Regions from separate parts of the Gasterosteus aculeatus genome. Here region 1 is linked to region 2. Evidence: chromatin contacts called from public Hi-C data. All regions are on one chromosome and are shown on one strand. Each heading gives the region's core, a stretch centred on a gene start, on an enhancer-like site or on the middle of the called end of the contact. The rest is flanking DNA. Distances are from core to core; before and after follow the strand shown.

The links. Hi-C and Micro-C count contacts between places; a contact is called where the count stands out from the background.
Region 1: a contact with region 2 is called in a Hi-C map of skeletal muscle, with 2.7 times the contacts expected there. The contact joins the enhancer-like site here to the promoter of igfbp5b in region 2. A contact is called at or near these places in 3 of 6 Hi-C or Micro-C datasets (liver and skeletal muscle).

Annotation. Positions count from the first base shown.
Region 1 is chr16:6,515,769-6,521,614 of fGasAcu3.hap1.1, forward strand. No RefSeq gene overlaps it. Among protein-coding and RNA genes, the nearest start is that of LOC144388724, 21 kb to the right of the region's middle. Within about 2 kb of position 1,708, at least 2 of the 9 cell types and tissues checked have open chromatin away from gene starts, as enhancers often do. A contact at or near this core is called in liver, where this site is marked.
Region 2 is chr16:6,350,600-6,355,743 of fGasAcu3.hap1.1, forward strand. It overlaps igfbp5b (insulin-like growth factor binding protein 5b), which reads right to left and starts at 3,662. Exons shown (of 4, transcript XM_040201921.2): 1 at 2,663-3,662. The coding sequence starts at 2,996.

The DNA of each region.
Region 1 (5,846 bases), core at 458-2,957, 160 kb after region 2:
GTTGAAATCTCTTCTTCACTTTGTGGTAGATTGCATAATGGGATCACAATTCAAAAGGTGCAACGGGATGGAACGTACACCAATAAGTAGAGCTCATCGCACAGCAATGGGGTTCCTTTAAAGCCAGGGTGCCCAATACGCCGATTGTGAATGACCGGTCAATCAACAAGGCAGTGCAGTAGAGCTCCTTCCGTTGCACCATGCATGCACGCTCGACCGCGGGAGTTAACGGAAAGCTTGGTAGTGCTAATAAGTGATCCTTGATTACTAACGGACAAATTTCATTTAATTCAAAAATTTTGGCAGCTATTTTTGATTTAGTCTTAGTCTTTAGACGAAAAATGCATATTAGTTTTAGTCACATTTAGTCATTTTACTCCTTCTTAGTTTTAGCCTAGTTTCGTTGACAAAAACTAGACTAAAATGTAATTGTTTTAGTCTAGTTTTAGTCACATTTAATAGCCATATTAAACTCCTTTTCTTCCCTTTCAGGCCCAGGGACCCCCTGTGTTGTGTCTACAGCTGCATAATAGTCTAGTTTGCAGTACTTGGTTGTCCATTAGATGTCCCTCCTAGGACAGGTCTATAGCAGGTCGGCAAACTTTTTGACTCACGGCCACAATGGGTTGTAAAATGTGACGGAGGAGCCGGGCCAAGAACAAATGGTTGAAGTGTTTGTGTGAGCTAATAGAAATTACATGTGAAAAATCATTACATGAAAGGATTTGGATTTTAACAAATAGCAAAGCATTTATTTGCAAGGCAATTTAACAAATTGGCAAAGGTGTAACAACTTCATGAGGAGGGTAGATCGCTATGACTTGGTTGATTGACAAGTAGCTTGTGAGTCAAAAAACTGAGCATCCCTGCTTTAAAGCGGACATAACATTTGGCGGCCCCTGTGGACAAAGGCAGTAGTGTCCCAGAGTCTTTTTAGAAAACCTCCCATTATATTGCAGCACGATCTGACAGCCTCTGCAGGTTGAAGTTGTTGATGTCACCAGATGTGGGTATGGTGCTGATTGCATCTGAAGAACCCTGCTAAGCTGAAGAAAAGTCTCCCTGTCTCACATACTTCTGTAGGTTATTTATGGCCATTAGTATGAAATTGAGGCTAATACCTAACAAATGATGAGTTCCTCACAGTAACGTTTAGGGTGTGTTTCACTTGTTCTGCCAAAGATTGGAGTCCTGCATGATGTTACAATTGCACCCAACCTAAATTAATGAGGACTTTTCATGAAAGGTTGATTTTTTTTTTTAATAGAGACTTTGCATGATCTCATCTACTACCTGGCTTCAATTTACAATCCTGGATGCAGTTAAATATGTGTGTGTTTGGATGTGCTTCTGCTTGGGGAAACTTGTGCATGCCCTACACACACTCTACAGATATCCTCTTCTGTTTGTTCAAACACGACCTCTGCCACCCCATTAAGTAGAAATCGGTGTTTACACGTGGGTGTGTGTTTGTGGACAGCACATATACCAAAATGACTAAAAGAAGAGAGGGGGTCGGGGGGGGGGCTGGGAGGGGCGGGGTTCCCATGGAAGTGCTGTGAGCTCTATGATGCCCTCAATTTGTTTGGTTGCTCCTGTCAAGCTAATGAGGTGAGTGAGTGAGGGCAGCCTGATGGAGGCAGAGGTCAGCCAAGAGCCAGCGCTGCCTGCCAGGCTGCTGTGCTTGTGAGGCTGTAGCCCACGGCCCAGACTGCTACTCTGGTCACGCCACGGCCCCCTACCAAGGCCTGGCACAGCGCTCGCCCATCTGCCCCACATGAACACAAACAGCCTGGCAAAGGCAGATTTACACTTGTGCGTATGTGTGTGTGGGGGCTACTTGTCCATTTGAAAAGTATGTCTTTTGGCTCCTACAGTAGATGTTGAAGGCTTGAAAGAATGCACATACACACAATTCACAGTTTGGAGATGTTTCCCTCTAGCCCCCACAAGACCGCCATGAGGGCGGACTGCCCCCACCAGCTGCCAGTAGAGCACTCAGAATGGATGCTTCAGTGCATGCATCAATATGAGCAATTCTTTTAATTATGGGTGTTGTGCTGCTGGTGACGCTGTGTTTCCTGGACACAGTTCAAGTTATTGGGTCATTCTCACAGGCTGAAATCAAATCTGTTCACAATTTACATTCCTGCAGTTAAGTTAAAATATATGTTGTATCTTTATTTCATTTTTATCGCATGTGAATCATAATCAGTATCACATTCAGTTTTATTGGTCATGTATGCTTACATATCTATATATATTAGTGAGGACATATATAGTATTTATTTTGACCATTTATAGGATATAGTACAACTCTTATTATTATCTAGCAGCGTTTTCGAGCAAAGAGAGCATCAAAATCTCTGGGCCTCAAACTCAATGGTTCTGCGGTTTTTGGGAGTTGCAGCTCCGAGCTGAAAATGAGTCGCCACACCTGCTGGTTGCTGCAGCTGTGGCTGTGACACTGAGAGTCCACAGAAATGGAGAAAGGTCAAAGGTGGCCACCTCTCCATCCCCTGAACCCCCCTTAAGCCCTCGGGGTAGTGTAGCAGCACCAGTGTCACACATGTACGTATTAACACACTCACATACACACAGCTGAGGGTGATTTGGCGTAGGGGTCAAGGTCAGGGAGCAGATGGGGCTTTGCGATATGACCTTTGGCAACAGGGCCTTGATTATCCCTCCGCTGGCTCCTCTCTCACTACTGCTGAATGGATTTTAACCAGTTAACCCTCTGCCTCTTCACAGAAACTATGTAGACAACTTGTTGGAAATATAATGTTGCAGTTTTTTGGTTTTGACGGTTACAGTGTCTCTCTACAACAATATGATATGTTACTACAATGTTAACTTAAAACATGACCGTTTTGTACAGTGTGGTACGGTATGTAGCTGCATGGAGCAGCGACCTGTTTTTCGCTACTCCATGCTGAGTTTTGTCTAAAGATTTTTAGAGGAAATCTCCCTTTTTTTAAGAGTGGATAAAAAGGAGCGAAAAGGAAGATATAGAGCTTGTTAACCTAATGAAACACTCAGTGGATCAGTTGTTGTTTTACTGCGGTGGGAGTCAGAAGCTGAGCCAGCAAGTGGTTTGGGTTCATGTCAGGGTCTCCTCTTTCACAGCACAAGTGCAAACGTGACAATGACGCCAGCTTCCACTGTGAGTGGCAGACTCGTTCCTCCTCCGACTCATGATAGGAATCATAAGGACAGGTGTGGCAATCAGCCATTGGACATTATCCTAAAACAAAAATTTAATTATTTTCTATTATTGAACTATTATTTTTGTCAACAGGCCATATCATATAAGAAAGCAGCATGTCTATCCTCCACACCCAAAGCCCTGATGTTAGACCACCTTTGCTTCATACTGCAACTTGTTATTAGCCAACTTATTTATTATTTGTTGGCTTAGATTTGGTTTAAAGTTAGAGGACTTATTGTTATTTTTCCCAGATGTGATCCAAGCTAATGTAACAGGACATAAGCACCCCGTACAGACACTGTTGTTAAGTGGATAGATCTGGACATTACTCACAGGCGGTGACGGACACAGACAGACACATGCACTGGCACGCAACAAACGCGGGAAGGAGACTGCGAAATAGGGAAAAAGGAAGAACTCAATACCAGTGACTGTTTACAGTTGCCACGATTACAGCCCACCCCTTCACACACAGACACACACAGACGCACACGTCCCCACGGTCCCACCAGGCAAATGCATCTGCCAGCGCAGATCCGGCCTGAGCGAGAGAACACTTTCCCAGAGATATCAGTGACGTACATATGTGAGCGAGCACGCTCACACGCTTGCACAGATACACACACACACACACACACACACACACACAAGCTGATGTTGTGTCAGTTGTCGGTCATTTCATTGTTTTCATTTCTTGCTGCAGTGGCTGTTTATTTTAGCAGGGTATCCTCAGGGAGAAAACAGTGGTCCAGTGAGCTATGGAATCCCAATGGGCTCGTTGTGCTGCCCTTCCTATGTAGCATTGGGGTTTCACTATGTCCTGGACATAAATAACCACAGATGCATAACACAGTGATGTATGCGTCTGCTATAGTGTACACAATGCGTTATCATATACGTGTTGAATTCAGTCATATTGGAGCCATCACGACCAGGATTGACCTTAATTTGAGCCCGGAGGTTTTCTAGTTTGGACTCAGACAACATCAGCAGCCTGCCCAGTTTGTGGCAATGGAAAGAATGTGCTAATGAATAACTTGATAAGTGTAAAAACTGTGATAAACGATTTGGGATACGCAGCATACGGAGGAGGGGGTTTATATGCTCTAAGGCATGATCGACATGCAGTAGGGAGGGCTGTGGAGGATGCCGGGGAACGTAGGGTTGGAGACATGTTTGTACTCAGCTACCGGACCAGGCGGCGATCAGAGTCTTGATATTTTGGAGGCCAGATGAGAAGTTCAGTGTTTGCTTTCCTGCTGGGAAACCAATGTGCCCATATCTTCTCCTCACCTTCCGAATCAAACTATAGTATTCAAATCAGGAGAGACAAGTGAATGATAAATATTTAACATTTATTATGCTGGATGATGCTTTCATTAGTTACACTGAATTTATTTGGCACTTGAACTCAAGGAGGGAACTTTACAGATGATGTCTTATGAGCCGTCAAAAGGTTAAGTAGTTTCTTTGACAAACCCTGCACTATAACTAGAGAATATGATCATGGAGGAATACATTTTAGGATGAATTGATTGATGGAGGTTGATTTGTAATGTCAGTTTTACAGCTAGTTAGTCATCAATTTAAAGTATTGGATATAAAGATTAGATGCTGTTTTAATGAGACACACTCAAAAACACAAATTCAACTTCACAATTGCACAAGAGGAGAAGTCAGAGGACCGCCAACAGCCAGGACCAATTTATTTGGCCACTGCAGGGATTGGTCCTAAATTTCATGGAAAATTCCAAACAAATCCAAATTATGAACATGTTGGCGTAAAGAAAAAGTAAAGCCGTAGCCAGTACGAGTCATCGTCTGGGCATCACAAAATATCCAACCAAATTGGCCGGCAATATTTTTGAAAACATTTTAATAGAACTATCGACCAGTGGGTGGTGCAGTAGTTAAATTCAGTGTATCAGCAAAGTCATATTGTGGAGGATGCCCTGTCCCCCCAGGCCCTATGCGGTTGGACCAGATGAGAGGGAGGAGGGGGTTGGCGTTGATGCATTTAAGGCTGCGGGGCAGTGCATGTTGGTGCAGAAGGTCAGAACAATAGGAGGGGGCAAGGGTATGGAGAGCTTTGTAGTTAGTGAGGTTCTAAACATGTGGTGATTAAACTTTACACTTGAAAAAAATCGACATATAAATGCTGATTAATAACGGGGCTTCAGACAAAACTGTATGCTCGCTCTCGAATAAATTCAGCCCAAAAAATCTAATCAACAAGAAGAAACATCGCTTCAAATAATAAAAGAGGTCACAGGTCTTGGGGGTTAATACGCGTAGATTAATCATTGTTCCGCACTGGCCAGGTTCATCAGTCCTTCCTTGTTCTTTGTGTTTTCTTTAGACATTCCTCACTCCAAAGCTGAACACTGCACTTTTCCAGAGCAGGTGCGAGGGGGGTGCTGAGTAGGCTGACATTTTTTGGGGATCTAGGATGACTACTGAATCCCTCCACCGCGGCATCTTGACCTCTTGAATTGAAGCCCTGTCTATGGTAGAGTGCACGGTGCAAGCAGGGGATTGGCGGCCACATGCTACTCATCCACCTGCATACTGACAGGCAGACAGGCCATGTCACAACAATCCCAAACACCCCAGTGCCCCTGCCTAACCTTAGCCA
Region 2 (5,144 bases), core at 2,412-4,911:
GAGGTCTACAGTTGCCCGACTCGATTGCCGTTGCCGTAATGCGACATGTGGAAAAATCACTAACTCCGACGGAACGCACACAGAGAGCGAATGCAAAGTATTGAAGAGTTCAGTAAAGGCACCGGGTTTCCTGTTGCTATGCTAATAAGAGGGCATAGTATTTTTGCTCGTGTGTGTGTCGAGTATTCTGCATTTGGAACCACTCCCTAATCATCTTTGGTTTCTTGGCAAAGAACAATGCGTTTTTAAAACATAAGGCCCCTTTGAGAAGCTTGAGGTGATGAGGGGGCCTGCCGCCATGAAGTCATATCTGTTGGCAAGCTTATTCACCCGTAGGGGGGCCAACAAAGTCGTAGTGGCCCCAGCAGCAAACGCCTTGGCGCAGCGCAGCGGCAGCTAAATGTGAGTCGCGGAGCAACGGCCAGGGTCCATTTTTCTACATGAGCTTTAAAGAAAAGAAGAAAAAAAAAGAAGGCCAGGGGTTAGGGGAGAGTTAGGGCTGCAGGATGGCAAAATATTCCTCTCTTCCTCCTCTCCCACTTTCAGGCTGCCCCAGGTCAATATTTAGTAGGCTTGCGGACACTTGAGCTCCTCCTCCTAGTGTTTGGTTTGCTCAGCAGCACAATGACAGCTGCAACCCCACACCACAGGAAACCAGAAGCTCACCTCACCAGTACCAGACCAGTACCGGGCCACACAGAGAGAGAGAGAGAGAGAGACATTCTGTTGAATCACATTCTGCTGAATCACTGCGTTGTGAATGCGCGCCCATGCAGCGGATGCAGCGCCAGAGGCCAGAGAGAGAGAGAGAGAGAGAGAGAGAGCGAGAGAGAGAGAGAGAGAGAGAGAGAGAGAGAGAGAGAGAGAGAGAGAGAGAGAGAGAAGATGCTGTGATTTACCTCCGCGGGCCAATAAAGAAGTCAGGAACCGCGTCTGTGTGCGTGCGTGCGTGTGCTTTGTGTTCGAAGGCAGAGCGAGACGAAACCGCCGGAGGTGTCATCATTCACACAGACAATGCGCGCCCACGCTGCCGCCGCCCCGCCCCGATAAGCGATGAGCGAACCCGCGGGACCCGAGAGCCGCTGCGCCTCCGCCCAGTGGAGCGCGAGGTTCTCTCGGGCGCGTTTCAGTAAACCGGCGGCGTGCGCGGACAAACCACGTCGGGCCGTGACGTCATTAAGTGGAGAGGTGTTCCGCGCTCTGGGGCGCGAGCGGCTTAATGACTCTTGTCAACAGCCCCAAAATGAGCCCCGGTGGCGGCCTGTTTTATGGAATGAGGCGTGCGGCCGAACCCTTTGTGGTTACCACCTAGTTGTTGACAGGCTGCTAAAAACTCTCGAGCGACAGTGCCCCCCCCCCCCCCCCGTCTCCCCCCTCCCGTCCCCCCAGCCACGGCAAGAAATGCCTTAAATCATTCAGGGCTGCGCTGTCTTTCTCCTCGTCTAACTGTCTCCGTGACTTTTCCTTTTTTTCTCTCTCTCTGAGTCTCTGTCACGCATACAGATTTAGCGGTAATCCGACTCTGAACGCAACGCTCGCGGCAGCTTGCAGCCCTAAATCGATCTGCATTCCGCTTTAACAAGATGCCGTGCGCTTTTTTTCTCTCTTTTTTTGGGGTTTTGTCGCGGAGTGGAATCCTGTTGCTTATTCCCGATTTGTCTGACGTCAAGGTGCGAATGATAATTCAAAAAGGCAGAAGAAGAATAGAAAAGAGGTAGAAAAGCGTGATGCGCTCCTGCGCGCGCGCGTGGGACAGACACTTGTTACAAGAGTGGAAATGAGACGAACTGAACTGTGTCACGTGTCTCCTTAGTGTCCCTTAGAGATAAAACGGAACTGCTTTTTTTTTGTTTAACTGCCCGGATCTTTGTGGAGGCAGTGCGCTGCTCATCGCTATACACCGCAGTTTGACACCCACTGTCCCCGCACCGGAGACACGACTCCAACCGCGGGGTTGGGGACGGGGACGGGGACGGGGGGGGGGCATCATGTGCGTTGTTACCGCAGCAGAGGAGAAAAAAAAGCCTGGTCGCCGTGCGTGTGTGCGGCGACTGCGACCAGCGTTCAACACGACGGTGCCGCTCCAGCCCAGAACGCAGAGCCCGCAGGGCGCTCGGCCGACGGCGCGTTCGTGTCACGAGGGGAAGGAGGAGTGTTTTAAGCTCATGGGGGGTGGGGGGAGGTGGGTTCGGGGGGAGAGGGGGGGGGGGGGGGCAGTTTAATCGAGGCGGTGGATACAAGTTAATCAGACGGCCCCCTCAAACCATCTGTCAAACAGGCGCTCCGTCAGAGAGCAGCGGGTACCGCTTCTCCTACAGTCCCCACCCGGAGACCCAGGACCCCCCACCCCCTCCTGGATCTGGCAAACGTATGACATAAATACATGTAATTTCACCTTGCTGTGGGGGGGTAAATAGGTATAATCGTGAAGTAACCTCGATTCTAGTTGTTTGTGTATTTCCCGCTATGGGCGCAATCCCGCAGCAGCACACAGTGGAACCCCCCATGGGACAAGATATATCACGCACTGCTGTCCCCAATCTAAACGACGCTTAAAAATATATATTATATATATATTATATTTACATCCGGCAGCCGAACACACATTCCCAAGTCGATCCCGACGCATGCATTGAGCCCGGGCAGCCGGTGCGCGTCTTACCTATGGGCGGGTGGGCAGGTTTGTATCCTTTCTCGTTGGTGCACACTCCCCTGCCGTGGAGAAGGGCGTGCAGGGGTTTCTCCTCGCCGCTCCTCGGCAAGCAGCGCAGGCCCTGGGTGCACGTCCCGGTGTACACGCCGCACGCCTGTCCCTCGGATAGGGCGCACGTAAGGCAGCAGCCGCAGCCCGGCTCCTTGACCAGCTGGCAGCCGACCGGGACCGGAGGGCACATGGACAGCGCCTTCTGGTCACAAGGCTCGCACGGCACGTATGAGCCCAAGCACCCGGACAGTCCCAAGATAAATGTCACCAAGAGGCAGAGACTCAGAAACATTGTTGGTGTTCTCTTCAGTTATAAGCATAAACCTCAAATGCGAAGAGGAGGGGGAACAAAAGTAGACTGGTCTAAGCACAATGCCTCAGTCAGATAATCCGATTTTTTTTTTAAAGCTAAAGCCAGGAGTCTTTATCCAAGAGTGTTGCTATTTGCTTAAAACACATTAATTAACGGAGGCTCTGCGCCGTGCACCCTGCAAAAACAGTTCAAATCAACTGCAACTGGAAAAAAAATATATATTTGTGATTTTTTTCTCCCCCTTAGAGATGTCCTCTGCAAGCGTAAAGAAATTCTTTGCACAAAACCTCAACTTCTCTCCCCTTCAGTTTGGGCTCCAGTACTTTCTCCAGCAGAAGTTTCCTGAGCAGACTGATCAACTGGAGAGCTGCCTTGCCTTTTAAAAACAGCCGAGCCCAAACCCCTAACTGAATATGCTATGCAAAACAGCGAGGGAGGGAGGCGCACTTGTTCCACGACTTGGCAGGCGGCCAAACTTTTTTTTTTCTTCTTTTTTTTTTTTTTTTCTTCTTTCTTCTGCTTCTACTTCTTGCTCTCGCCCTGAAGGCTGAGCTGATGCCGAGTAGCAAGAGGCAACAGCGGAGAGAGCAAAGGCAGCCCTCATCCAAGCGCGCACAGCACCGGGGAGACCTGCGGGCTTTCACTGTCTGCAGCTGCAGCTCCACGCTCTCCACGGCGCATGTTTAGAGGGCTCCACGCTGCAGGAGGTGACGTTTATAGTACCGCGCACATAATCCATGCAGCTACATCAAAAAAGTATCTTTTTTTTTTTCAATACGGTTTTTGAGAAGATTCTTGTAATCTTGGAAAACGTCCATGATTAGAGAGTCTCTTTGCAGAGGGGCCCACAATGTAAGAAATAACACAAAAATCACAAATAACATGTATATTTCAATTTGGTGAAAATAAAAACATTTTTAACTTCCATTTTTGGGGAAATATTTTTTTTTACTTTATCATTCTTTCTGGTTGGTGAAAAATAATTTGTTGGTAACTCTGGTGGAGTCATGCATCCATACATCCATTATGATGGATTGAAAGGAATATACTTAGTAAGGAAAAGCATCAAAGGGAAATCTAAAAGGATGCTTTGCATTTACGTTTTTTTCCAAAAGCACCAGAAAGACCAAATGTCTCCTATGGAATCATTCACTTATTTACAGGTTAGGACACAAACATAGACTTGCAGTTATTTGTACCATATATTTTTGATACATCTACAGCTTTTCTATATCTCTTCTTCCGGTTGGTTTTCCTGTGGAGATGACACGCGCAGGGACACTTACCCTGGACCATAACTCACCTAGTCTGCACCTGTTGCTTCCATTGGACATCCTACGTGTAATTGTAGCCAGAAGCAAAATCCACTAGCATCTCTGTCTCTGTCCCTCTCACACACGCACACACACACACACACACACACACACACACACACACTGAGAGAGAGAGAGTCATGTGATCCAGAAGAAAGACAAACAAGAGTAAAAGAGGGGAAAGGATTTCGAGATTTGAAGCATCAACCTGACAAGTTAAATGCAAGCGGGCCTATTATTTTATAGCCTATATTCAGAATAATGCCTGATTGCTTCAGCGTGTGCTCTGCGTGCCTGCACCGCATATGCCCTCTAAATCAGCCCATCCAGGGCTGTTATTTCCATCTCTGCTGCTTTCAGGGCAGATTTTCGTCCTTAAGTAATAGCGTCGTGTCAGGAAGCTGTATATTGCCTGTCCTTCTCACATCCATTCACGTCCACGCGGCCACTCCCTGAACGCGGCTATCATTTGTACCTCCACAGGGAGATGATTTACTCTCAACTTGGTTTAGCAGTTGACCACTAGAAGGCACTGTTAACAATGATAAACTGTGCACAGCAGTCGACTCACATGTCCACCTCAGTAGACTTGGGAACTCGAAGAATCGACGCAATGAATATGCTGTCAGAGCAGCAATAGCACGGTGTAGAGGGCATGTTGCTGTTACAAAGGTACACATGGATCTATAAATAGAGCTACTGAAGTATTTATTCAAAACCAAAAGTGTTCTACATGGAACTAGTGACCGTATAAATGCTTAATCTCACTTACATGAAATTGCATTATAATGGGCGTTTCAAAATGTCTTTGTAA